Linked DNA regions of Gossypium hirsutum: region 1 is linked to region 2. A link is a contact called in public Hi-C data. All regions are on one chromosome and are shown on one strand. The core of a region is the stretch at or near the end of the contact, and the rest is flanking DNA. Distances in the headings are between cores, read along the strand shown.

Region 1 (6,373 bases), core at 3,223-5,722, 63 kb after region 2:
AAATAACATGTTGATGATGCTATAATTTAACAAATTCTAAAATTGAAAATTTGAATTGATGTTAAACCCAGATTCTTGCATCAAAAGATGTAAAATGCTGAACTAAAATGAGAAATAACGAAAAATAAAGCCTAACAATTAATTCCACAGCCAAAGTACTTTCAACAAATCCTATTGGCATTTTTCTTTCGTTTCTAGCTGACAGCACTTGCAGTCAATATTACCTTAAGTTTAATAGCATGCCAAAAAAACAGAAGACAAATATGCTAGGAAATATAATAAATTATAGGCTTGAATCTGCAAATAGGAGATTAGTTATCAATAGCCTCAAAGTGCCAATGTTCTAAGACCCATCAACAACTTCAACACTGAGATATGAATCCAAGTCCATGGAAACAGCGAGCATGGATTTATATTTTGCAAAGAAACTTTCTTCTTTTTTTGCAATCATGATGCGTTAGACGTTAAATCGTACTCCATTAAAAATAAAAGAAGCTAAAAAGATCGAATCAATTACAATGAACAACAATAAAATTATAAATAAAACAATTAACAGTGAAGAAAAACGAAATGTGAAGGGATTGTTACCAGAAAATAGTTGAAGGGGAGGATTTGCCGATAAAACCAAAGAATTTGAAAGGGTAGTCATTTTTTAAGAAATGAAACGAGACAGTTGAACAACGAGGGAAACAAAATAAATAATCCGACCCGGTTGCTACTCCTGAGTTGTGAGTGAGTGAGTGAGTGAGCGGACGAGTTAGTTCGATGATACCTATGCTGCCTTTTGTCCTTCAGCTTTGAGCTTGACGACCAAACTTCACCGTGGATCTGTTGCTCTACTTTCGGCCCAATCTCTTAACTTTTTAGATTGGACTGTTTCCTTCTTCTTATTGGATTGGACCTAGAATAAGAAATTTTGTATTGAATTGTTTTTTTTTCCATAAGTTTCGATTTAATCTTTTTACTCTAATTTCGTCAATTTTAGTTCTTTTACCTTTTGAATTTTAAAATTTCAATTATAACTCAACTGAAACCAGTTAAATCTGTTTGACCAATTTTGTTATTTGTCTGATACTATGTGTAGGTTTTGGATTTAGTTTCTATTCTCTGATTTGATTATTCTTAGTCTTTATACTTTTTAAAATTTGAAATTACAATCCTAGCTCAAATGGTATAATTTAAATCCATCAATTAAAATGAGACAATTTTTTTTTATGTAAGTACCATGTGAAAATAGCAAACTAGCATAGTATTACTAATGTAATAATATGTTTGCCGCATAAGATTATGAAAATGGTATAATTTAATTTAATAAAATTAATGGGTACCATCTTGAATCACGACTGAAATTTTAAATTTTAAAAAATTTACAACTTACGCATAATACACAGATAATAACAAAAACTTGACTTTCCTTTTTTAAAATTTATTTTCAGGGTTAATATTTAATGTAAAGGTATTATATAATTTTATGGACGGTTAATTAAGTTTAGTGAGTTTAATTTTAAAATTTATTTATGATGTGTGATTGTCCAATTCACTGGCCACTGTATGTATATTAATTTTAAAATAAAAGAAAATTGAAGCAGATGTTTGATGGGGTCATCTCTAGCAATGGAAATATGAAGCTGAAGAGCAATGCTGTATTCAATACCTTCTAAGAAACAAAAGAATGTTCAAACTTAATTATAAAAGGCGCATGTTAACAAGAAATACAAAACAAAATGGACAGTGAAATTTATTATATGTTAACAAGGTTTATTAGATGTTTGAATCCTTCATCACAAATCTACCATTATACTAAATAAATCCCACCAAACCAATCTCATTTGGGTGCTTAATTACTATATATGTCATCAATTAAATTTACATATTAATTACTTCTTTTAGTTTGTATGATTTTTTTTAGTGCGATAAAACTTTAACTTCAGGGGGCAAAGTCAGAAATTTTGTTTAGGGAGCCGAAATTAAATTATAATTTTTACTATAGTAAAAAAGTAATTTCACCATTTTAATAGTCTCTATCTTTATAATTTATAAACAATTAAATCAAATTTGTCATTTTTAGAGGGCTAAAGTACAATTTTACCTTTACTAATTTAAAATTTTAAAAATTTCAAGAGGCCTAATGAAAAATCTTCTATTTTAGGGCGGCCGGGGTCCCTGCCAGCCCCTTGGTTTCGCCCTTGTTCAGTTTTACATAAAAATCATTTTAATCTCCATTTAATTTTTAAATTTATGTTCTTTTGTCAAATCACTCTAAAATAAATAGAAAAAGTAATATTTTTTTAATTTTGTTGATGTGACATATACGTAGATTGTCACGTGGACATCAATATTTAATTAATTTTTTAAAATTTTAAAATTTCAATAAAAATTATAAAAAATATTTTAAAAAATTAAAAATTATTCAAATTATTTAAAAAGTATACCACTTGTAAAAAAATTAATATTTTTTAAAAATTAAAAATTAATTAAATATTGACATATTATCTATGTCAACAAAATTAATAAATATTAAATTTTTCATACATTTATGAGTGATGAGAAAAAAAAATATAAATTAAGAAAAAAAGACGAAGAATTTAATGAAGAATTAAAATACTTCTTTGGTAAGTTGAAGGGGAAAAAATCATTATGTTTTAGAACTAATAGGATCCTTAAATAAATAAATATTGTACTAGTACTTAGTTACGAGAAAGGAGTAAAATTCCTTAGGTAAACGTGTTCTAAACTCCTCTCCCTCCAGGGTCTTGAAGAATATTTTTCTTAGGAAGATCCACAAATATAAATCCCACATCCATTAATAAATATACGGGATAATATAATATTTTTCTCTTAATTTTGTAATTAGGTTCATTTTGATATATGTATTTTTTTTTCATTTAACACTTAAATTTGACAATTAAATTTAAATTTAAAAAATATAAAAATTTAACGATGTGACATTTTAAGATTGTGCCACATCATTACTTAAAAAATTTATATAAAAATTTTAGGTGATGATGTGGTGTATAATCTCAATGTGTCATATTTACTATTTTAATAAGGGTAAACTATAAAAATAGTCACTTTTGTTTGCCTCATGTTATATTTTAGTCACTTATGTTTGAAATGTTACGTTTTAGTCACTTATGTTATTATTTTGTTACGAAGTGGTCACTCTTCCGTTAAGTTCTGTTATCTTCCTAACGGTAATCCTACGTGGTAGTCCAACTAGATATTATTGAATCTGCTAATACGTACTTCGTCTGGATGTTGTATTAGCAGATTCACTAATATGATTATATATATATTTACGCATGTATCACATTACAAAAACAAAATTTTAAATATTTATACCTAATAAAACACGTATCTCATTACAATAATAGTTATTTTCCAAATAACATATTGTTTTATAATTTTATTTCTTATTTAATATTTTAATTTAATTTTAATAATGCATACTTAATCCGGATGAAGTATGTATTAGCAGTTCAGTAATATCTAGTTGGACTACCACGTAGGATTACCGTTAGGGAAATAACAGAACTTGACGGAAGAGTGATCACTTCGTAACAAAATAATAACATAAGTGACTAAAACGTAACATTTTAAACATAAGTGACTAAAATGTAACATGAGATAAACAAAAGTGACTACTTTTATAGTTTACCCTTTTAATAATTAGATTGGTGGTTGAACAAATCAAACCACCCATTTTTTATTCAATTAGTTCGATCAATTCGACCACTGAATCAACAATAATTAAATAAATAATAAAAAATCATAAATTTTTTTAAAAATTACTAAACCGGTTGAACCTGCTTAACTATCGATTTTTGTCTTAATTTTTTATTTTTACCAATATCAAGTAGTTATCGAGTTAATTAAGTCAACTCTTTTGTTCGACCGTTATATTGTCTAACTCTCCACCCGTTTGATCCGGTCCTATTTTAGTAAAACTAATCACATCATTAAATCTTGATAAAATTTAAGTTCAAGTATCAAAATGAGTCTAGTTATCAAGTTCAATCACTAAAAAGGAAAAAACCGAAAAGTATATTATTATTATTCCCTAAAATTGTAATTAGAATTGTAGAATATGTCTAGACAGGAGAAAGTCAGGCTTGTGGACCAGGGTTTTGAGACAGTCCAACACCTTTCAATCTCACACAAAATAAAATATATATCAGATGGGTGTTGATTAATACTAAGTGATAATTGAATATAAATAACCACCGGTGGATCCCAATATCTGTTTCTTTATTACATTAATTCTCACCCTTGGATTGGCTGCATTGGCCGGCTTGATTAATCTATATTGTCCTAAGCTACGGGATTGTTAACTTAGATCACCACATTGCCCATCACCAACCTTCCACATAAAACCATGCAAATCATGACAAACTTTTGTTCATAGAAACCGTGTCTCAAATCCAAACGCGCTGCCCACTTGCATTTCTTCACTCCATTTTTATATGCTTTCCGCCTTCTTGTTATACTTTTACATTACTAAGCGTTTTGGTTTTTGCAAAAATGGCTACCCCTAAGGAAAGGTCACTGGAGGAAACGCCAACATGGGCTGTTGCAGTTGTGTGTGCAATATTTGTGATCATATCTATATTCATAGAACATGGAATTCATTCTCTGGGAAAGGTATTTAATCTACTAATGAAAATTTCATACTAATAATTATGATTATGATTATGATTATAACCTTTGTTGATGACATGCAGTGGTTTCAAAAACGCCAGAAGAAAGCCATGATGGAAGCTTTAGAGAAAATAAAAGCTGGTTAGGTTATATGTATATATATATAGTACTTGTTCATCATATTGTAGGCAAACTGCAGTCTAACCCTTAATAGATTAAATTCCATTATAATTTGCAGAGTTGATGCTACTGGGATTCATATCCTTACTACTTACTATAGGAACATATTCCATTCCAGCGATATGTATCCCAGAAAAGATAGGATATACGATGCTTCCATGCAAACGGAAGCCTGGGTATGCAGGAGATAGTGGTAAAGATAGCAACAAAGGGGGCGGAGGCGGCGGCGATGAAGATCGCCGGAGAAAGTTACTTTCTTATGCTGAAGATATGGTTTGGCGTCGAGTCTTGGCTTCATCCAAAGGAAAAGATTCTTGCCCTAAAGTATGCCGCCGGCCCTTTTTTTTAATCTATTTTCAACATTGTTGATAATTAACCTGATCATTAATTTCTATATGAAATGATAGGGTAAAGTTGCCCTGATTACACAAAGCGGGATGCACGACTTGCACATATTCATATTTGCGCTTGCTGTCTTTCATGTTCTTTACAGTGTAGCCACCATTCTACTGGCTAAGGCCAAAGTAAGTTTTTTTTCTTTTCCCCTTGAAGATCAACTGGTTTGGTTGTAGAGCTGATATTATAGTTGTGGTGAATTGAATTTGAACAGATGAAGAAATGGGAGTCCTGGGAATCAGAAACTAAAACTCTCGAGTATCAGTACAGAAATGGTTAGTCTTTCTACTTTTCACCTTGCCTTTTAGGTCTAAATTATGAAGGTTGTATGGAAAAAAAAAAGTTTGGAAATGGTGATTTATATTGATACTTGCATTTGTATATGTTACACATCAGATCCTTCAAGGTTCAGATTAACCCATCAAACTTCCTTCGTCAAACGTCATTCTGGTTTCTCCACAATTCCGGGCATGAGATGGATAGTAAGACTCTTCTAATTTCTTACTAATTTTATTTGGAGAATTAAGTACGGTAGGAAATTATAATTCCACATTGTCCCTGTCCATATCCCTTTTTCAACAGGAGAATGAAAAATAAGATTTGTTTTTCTTGATTTTCAGCTTTTTTTTCTCACAAAATTTAAATCCAATTAAAAATGCTAAAAATTAGGAGGAAAACTTTAATTTATCATATCTCTCTATTTATTTACACTCTAATTTTACAAAAAAATCTATTTAATTGTTGGTGTGGCATACAAGCAAAGTTAACAAACATTAAAGTTTTTCATTTATGTTAAAGGTGATTTAATAAATAACGCAAATTTAAAGCATAAAAGAGACAAAAATTAAATAGATTTTTTTTTAAATTGGAGTGTAAATAAGTAGAGAGACAAACTGAGTTATGCAATTTTACAGTTTTACATTTCTGATTAATTTTTGATATATTAATAAACTAAAAAGATTTATATATTTACTTTTGAGTATATTTGGTTAGCTGGAATAAAAAAATCTAAAAATATAATTATAGGTGGCCTTCTTCAGGCAATTCTTTGGTTCGGTGAGCAAGGTGGACTATTTGACCATGCGCAATGGCTTTATCAACGTAAGTAATTGGCCGGCGTACATCATCTAATAATTTGATTAGCAAATTGCTCAGCTGG
Region 2 (6,664 bases), core at 3,146-5,645:
AACCCTTGAAAGTGTTAGCCGATTTGTTACTATAATATTGAAATTAGTTAATTTAATCTCCTAAAATTTTAAAATTTCAAATTAAAATCAACTCAAATAATTCATCTTTAATAATTTTTTTATGAAGAATTTCTTTTTGACTATATGATATTGAATCTTCCATGCTAAGCTAAAAGTAAAGAAAAATTCTCATAATTAATTTTATCTTTCTTGCCAAACAAAATTCATAACTTTTTTCATCACTTCTTTACCCAAAAAAGAACCATCAATTAATTTAATTAATTGTAAGGACTTTTCTCTTTACTTTCTGCTTAACATGAAAGACTTAAGATTATATAATCAAAAGAAACTTAAATTTTGTAGGCAACTATTAAATATGAGTTGTTTTCATTAAAGATAATTTGGAAACATAAAATAAAATTTTAAAATTTATAAGGAAGTTAAATTAATGACTTTCAATATTATAGTAACAAATTGGTTGACCATAAAAAATTTAAAAAATTTATTTAATTTATTTTGATGTTTTGAAATTTAAAATTTTAATATTAAAAAAAAGAAATTTAGATTTTTCGGCAATGAGATAAACAAGTATAATTTAACAATTTTTGTGTATTATTTTAGCTTCTACCACTTTTTTTTACTTTAATCCTTGATTTTTTTTTACCTCAACCAATACTTAAAAATATGATATTTTTTGAGTGACCAAAATGAAAGTCACTTAGAAGTTAAGTGTAACGCCCTGAAATTTTTAGTTTTTAACTGGGAAAAATCTACAGTAATTATAACTTCTGTATCTCTGCTTTTAAGTTCTGCTTCTGTGTTTAAAGTCTGGGGTTTGAATTGCACTGTCAATTTTTTTTTTTAAAACAACCTATAAGCAAGCATTGTTGCTTAAGTTCTATTCGTTACGATTTTGTGATAAGAATGAGCCTGGTGGTTCACTGGTTAAACATTAGTCTATATTATGTCTGGTCTCGATTTCAAATCTCCTTGTATGTATTAGAAAAATTTTGCTAAATGCCAGAAAAGCTGAGTGGAAGTTAGATAATTAAGTAATGATAGATTTTCTTCTTCGTTCTTTTAACTCCCATTCTTCTCTTTTTCTTCTTCGCGTTCTTTATTTTTTTTTTTGATAATTTACGGTCAACAAGGGTACAAAATCAGTAAGTGTTGTTGCGAAATGCTAGTTAGAGGGTCGTTGAGTAAGTATTTGCTAACGTGAGCGTTGCATGTTTGTTTTTCGTTTCTAAATTGTTGTAAATCAAATAAACTGCGAGTTGTTTGAATCGCTAATAAACGATCGTTGTTTTCCCTATAGACAGGAATACTTCTGACAATAAACAACAACAAGTTGATACCCGTGATCGTTGCTGAAATTCGGTAAGTTTGGAATGTATAGGAGTGTGTGGTTGAAGTTATCGACATGTTTGACATTGATTAATGTTGTTGAAATGTGGAAATTGATTTGTGGATTTGGTTGTGAAATGATTGATTAGGGTCTAGTTAGTCTCTATAATAGTTTTTGACAAGGAGAAATCAGGTGTGTAACAATTTTCACAAGTTTCGCAGGTTTCGAGTTGACAAAAATGGTGGCTGCCGACGACACACGGCCAGGTACATGGGCATGTGGCTAGGCCGTGTGAGCTACAGGGCATGTGAGAGGCCGTGTGAGCCACACGGGCATGTGAGAGGCCGTGCGACTGGCCGTGTAACTCACTGGTTGTTGAATTAGGGCCAGACAGGCACAAGATACAGCCGTGTGTCTAGGCTGTGTAATTCACTGTTATTGATTAAGAACCACACGGGTGTGTGCTTAAGCCGTGTGAGTCACATGGGCAAGGACACGACCATGTGTCCAAGCCGTGTAACTCTCTGTTTCTTGACTGGTAGCACACAAATACACAACACGAGCGTGTAGTCAAGCCGTTTAGACCACACGAGCAAGGACACGACCGTGTGTCCAAGTCGTGTGGTAGCCAATTGGGCTTTCAAAAGCTTGATTTGCGACCGAAATCATTACTTTGACTAATATTGACTATCTATGATATGATTGATATGAAATGAGATACAATGAGAAATTATGGTTAATATGTAATTGATATCTAACAGATAATCTGTAAGTAATACGTAAGTTTCTGTATTTTGAATGTGTTGGATTGGAAATGTGCGGAGAAGGAAGTAATCTATTCTGAATAGTGGTTTGCCCACTATCTGATTAATCTAAATTTAGCGTTTAACGCTAACTGTGCTAGCATCTATGATGCCATTTTGTAACGTGTGAAATCTATACATTGCGGTGTGTAGGGATGGATGGACACTGAATGTCCTTAATGGTGTGTTGGGTTGATCGGAGGTGGTGTAGTAGATGGAAATTAGGAAATTCTATTATGAATCGTTCCACTATCTGATTAAGCATGGTAATAAACTGCTACCGTCCGTATGTGTTAACTAGGTATAATTGATTTGTTTATATCGATATTGTGAACACTGAGAACTATCTGGTACTCCGATTAATATCACCTCGTGATCGTACGAAAGCTGAATAGTACATTTTCTGTTATGCATTGAGTTTACCACTCACCCTATTACGTTTGGCTTTCAGGTGAACCATTACACTGAACGGGATGGTGTCGAGGCGGCTCGATCAACCTTATCTTTTACTAGACTTAATTGGAGATTATGTCACTATTATATTATGGATTTATGACGTTTGTGAACTCAAAATTATTTTGATGAGTATCTGGATTTAGATATTTTAAATTATCTATCTTATAAATTTGTTAAATTATTATCATAATGTTTGTAATTCTCTGAACTCGGTCTGGACTGTTAGGCCTGGGTTAGGGTGTTACATTGAGTGACTAAAATGAAAGTGTAAATATGATATGATATATACAATTAATTGCATATTAAAAATTCAACGCTTGAGTGAATAAAATGAAAGCGCACTAAAATTTTGATGATAAATTACAAAAACTTCAACTTAAATGATCAAAATAAAAGTTAATTAAAAATTAGATTAGCGAGTAAATAGTTTACCCAAACTGAAAATGAGCTCATTAAACAACTCATTCTTTAACATGACTTTTGAAAAAGATTTAAGACATCTTTCAAAATAGATAAAGATCATATTGATAAGGATAAAGACGAAGGAAATCATGTGCTAAAAATAAATAAGGTCTTTAAATTAAAGATTTTAGATTATAGAGTTTGGACCCTCACTCACTGTGTCTATTTTCTTTTTCCCACTTTATTCTCTGATTTCTATATGAGCCTATAAATAAAGATGGGTATAATAATGATAATAACATCCAGTAATTGTGATTAGCACAGTGATGGACATGGTCCTCTTGTTTGACCCTGCCTACCATTGCAACCCTAGTAGTGATACATGCTCCTCTTCCTTGATTCGTGGGGCTTAAGCAAAGCAAAATTATCATTTAAGTGGAAAGTGGAAGGAGATGATGACACGTCTCTTCCTCCTGAATTCCCTCTTTCAGTTTCAGCAATACTGCCTATATGAATCTCATCTTCCTCCTTCCCCAAGATTCTGCCTCTTATACATTCACATCAATCATCTATCAAATCTTTGCTTCAAACTCAAATCCCTATCTAACACCACACTCGTCTCTTAACGCAATGATGTATCAAGTTACGCATTATCCATCAAATAAGATTGTTGATGAGGTTTAAATTTTAATATTTGCTAATGAGTACTTAATCAATTAAATCTACCCATCACTGCTAAATATACTTTTAGATGGGTGGTGTGTTTAAAATAATAGTAGCGATAGAATTAATTACTATAATAATGAAATTAGATATTATAATTGTGAGATAAAAAAAAATAAAATACACTGCATTGAAATGCACCGCCCATTCAAAAAGGTCTTAAATCTTATATTCATAATAATTGAGATTTGAGGGTCCAATCCAATCATTTTCCCAAATGAAACGAACCTGAAAGAGGAATTTTCAGCAACAAATTAGAAAACAAAGAAAGAAAAGGCTCCTAGGAATTGTTCTAAAACTTGGTTACGCAATTAAATTAAGCCAGCAGGCAGAGAGCATAAGAGAGGAGTGTGAAAGATAATGATTCACAAAAGCCAAAAAGCTGGAAAGAATCAAATGAGTGAAAAAAGTTATAACAATCTTTAATCATCTAAGTCTAAGTCTAAGTCTAGTACAGTAATGAACAATGACATTCAATGGGGTCGACGATAAAAGTTGAAAGATCACTCGAAAGAATCAAAGTCCAAAAAGCTCAAGGATTTTGAGAAACAACGTGCCACTGCAAATGGGTTTCGGAAAAATATTTACTTTCTTTATTTGTTTGATGGAGGGTAGAGTCCAAATGCAAAAAGGCTGATGATTGATTGGATTTGGATGAATTTGAGTTGGGCTAATGCTAGACCCATTTTCAGAGACTGTACTCGACCCATTCATTCATCTAACCACTTCAGTTCAAATTCAATTCTGAAACTTATAAACACAAGTGAAGCGAAGAGATGAGAGAGTCTCGATCAAAAACAAACAAGCGTAAATACTGCTGTGAAGCCGCAGAGGCGTGAAGTGAAGTGAAGTGCATTCTGGCTGGTCGACAATGGGGATTTCGAGGTTTGTTTTACTCGTGTTTACGATCTCAATGCTGGCATCTCCGGCACTCTCCGATCTGGTTCTCTCCAAAGTCGATCGACGTGTGAGTTTCCATCTTCTCAATTCAATATTCATTTCTCTTCCTTTAATTGGATTTATTTATGATGATTATGTGAGTTCGGTTCTCCGATTTATTCACTGCCTCTTCCTCTCCATTTTCTTGTTTCTCAAACTTAATATCCTGGGTTGATCGAAATGCTTCCATCGCTGTGTCTCTTCCATCTCTTCAAACCGTACCTTTTATGCTAACTTCGTTTCGTGTGGTCTTGCAGATTTATTTGACATCCCACATTGTTCGAATTTCTTCAACTTTAGAGGTGCTTCACAATACTTTCTCTTTTCACTCTCAAGTCTCAAAGTTGCTAATGTTCTCTCTTTTTGATTCATTGTTCAAATCACCATCTCCTATTCTTAAACTTTGCTTCTCTTACAATTGCTGTTATATTGTTTCTAGGTGGAGAATGCAGGTCCAGAGACTGTGTCTAAGGTTTTGTTGGCTTTTCCTGACCTTCAAGCCCAAAACTTGGCATATTTGATGGCTTCCCCGCATGAAGCCAAAGCGAAATTCAAAGTCTCTGTTGTTTCTTTCCCTATTGATGTCGTCAAACCAGAAGATATGCCTCCTGGTGTAACATTCTATTCGGTATCATTGCCACAGGGATTAACCGTGGGCGCTAGCTTCACTTTTGATGTCTTGGCTGTATTTACCCATGCCTTGCGACCTATGCCCGAGCAAATCGGTCAGGCTGATATTCAGCTTGTACTGTACCAGGATAGTGCATACTATCTGTCTCCTTATGTTGTCAAGGTCCAGTCTCTAAGTCTTAAGCTGCCTGATTCTAGAATTGAATCCTATACAACACTGGAGAGCACAAAGGTCCAGGGTTCAGAAATCAAATATGGTCCTTATGAGAATCTCCCTGCATTCTCATCCTCACCTATAACCGTTCATTTCCAAAACAATCTGCCCTTCACTATTGCTCAGGAATTGGTGAGAGAAATAGAAATATCCCATTGGGGTAATTTGCTGGTCACTGAGCATTACAAACTCATCCATGGTGGTGCGCAAAGCAAGGGTGAATTTTCCAGGTTACTTTCATATGTTTTCCTTCACAGTTTATGGTCTAGGTTGGAGATTCGTTTCTGATGTATTACCTTGACATTACAGGCTTGAACCCCAAGCCAGAGAAAATGTTCAAGGTCCTTCAGCCGTTAGGTATCTTGTTGCACATTTGCCTCCAAGGGCTCATTCTGTTTACTACAGGGATGCAATTGGCAATATATCTACATCCCATCTGCGGGGTGACTCCAAAAAGGTTATATTGCAGATTAGGATTTAAATCGTATCTATGCCCTGATATTTCATTTTTACTGAAGTGCTACTCGCCTTTGCAGGCAGAATTATTGATCGAACCAAGGTATCCCATGTTTGGTGGCTGGAGAACAGCTTTCACCATTGGATATGGCTTGCCACTTCAGGACTGTTTGTATGAATCAGAGGGGAGGCGCTTTCTTAACATTACATTTAGTAGCCCAGTGATTGAGTTGGTTATTGATACTCTCATTGTGAAGGTTGGTAGCATGTCTTTCCTTAGGCCTCAGAATTATGGTGCAAAGAAATAATGGGAAATGTCCTTCCCAACCTTGGCTAAAACTTTGACCTAAAAAGTGTATTTAAGTACGTATTACAACTATTATTCAACTAGGATATTATAATGCTTTGTCCTTCAAGTACTCAAATTGGCACCTATGCTTCATTAGAATTAAGATATTTGCATATGTAGTATAGGAATTGCAGTCTGGTGAATAAAAAGAAAGTTATTTTCTTAGCAGCCTAACTTTTACCTGGTACTTTGACTTTTATAGGTTGTGTTGCCTGAAGGTTCCAGTGACATATCTGTAGCAGCTCCATTTTTCATGAAGCAGTGCCAAGAGGTATTAGAAAGCTTAAGATTTGTGTTCGTATTTGACCATCTATTTTTTAACCTAAGGCTCATGTGTTGAGTTG

The links. Hi-C and Micro-C count contacts between places; a contact is called where the count stands out from the background.
Region 1: a Hi-C map of leaf shows a contact between it and region 2, with 4 times the contacts expected there. The contact joins the promoter of LOC107917145 here to the enhancer-like site in region 2. A contact is called at or near these places in 5 of 34 Hi-C or Micro-C datasets (fibers, leaf and seedling).

What each region holds. Positions count from the first base shown.
Region 1 is chrA01:19,499,869-19,506,241 of Gossypium_hirsutum_v2.1, forward strand. LOC107917145 (MLO protein homolog 1) reads left to right here and starts at 4,473. Exons shown (of 14, transcript XM_041115526.1): 1 at 4,473-4,641; 2 at 4,722-4,779; 3 at 4,877-5,142; 4 at 5,226-5,342; 5 at 5,429-5,489; 6 at 5,611-5,696; 7 at 6,241-6,319. The coding sequence starts at 4,522. LOC107916683 reads right to left here and starts at 949. Exons shown (of 5, transcript XM_016846017.2): 1 at 589-949. The coding sequence starts at 649.
Region 2 is chrA01:19,436,491-19,443,154 of Gossypium_hirsutum_v2.1, forward strand. It overlaps the pseudogene LOC107916636. Among protein-coding and RNA genes, the nearest start is that of LOC107917330, 6.5 kb to the right of the region's middle. Within about 2 kb of position 4,396, at least 5 of the 9 cell types and tissues checked have an H3K27ac peak or open chromatin away from gene starts, as enhancers often do. A contact at or near this core is called in fibers and leaf, where this site is marked.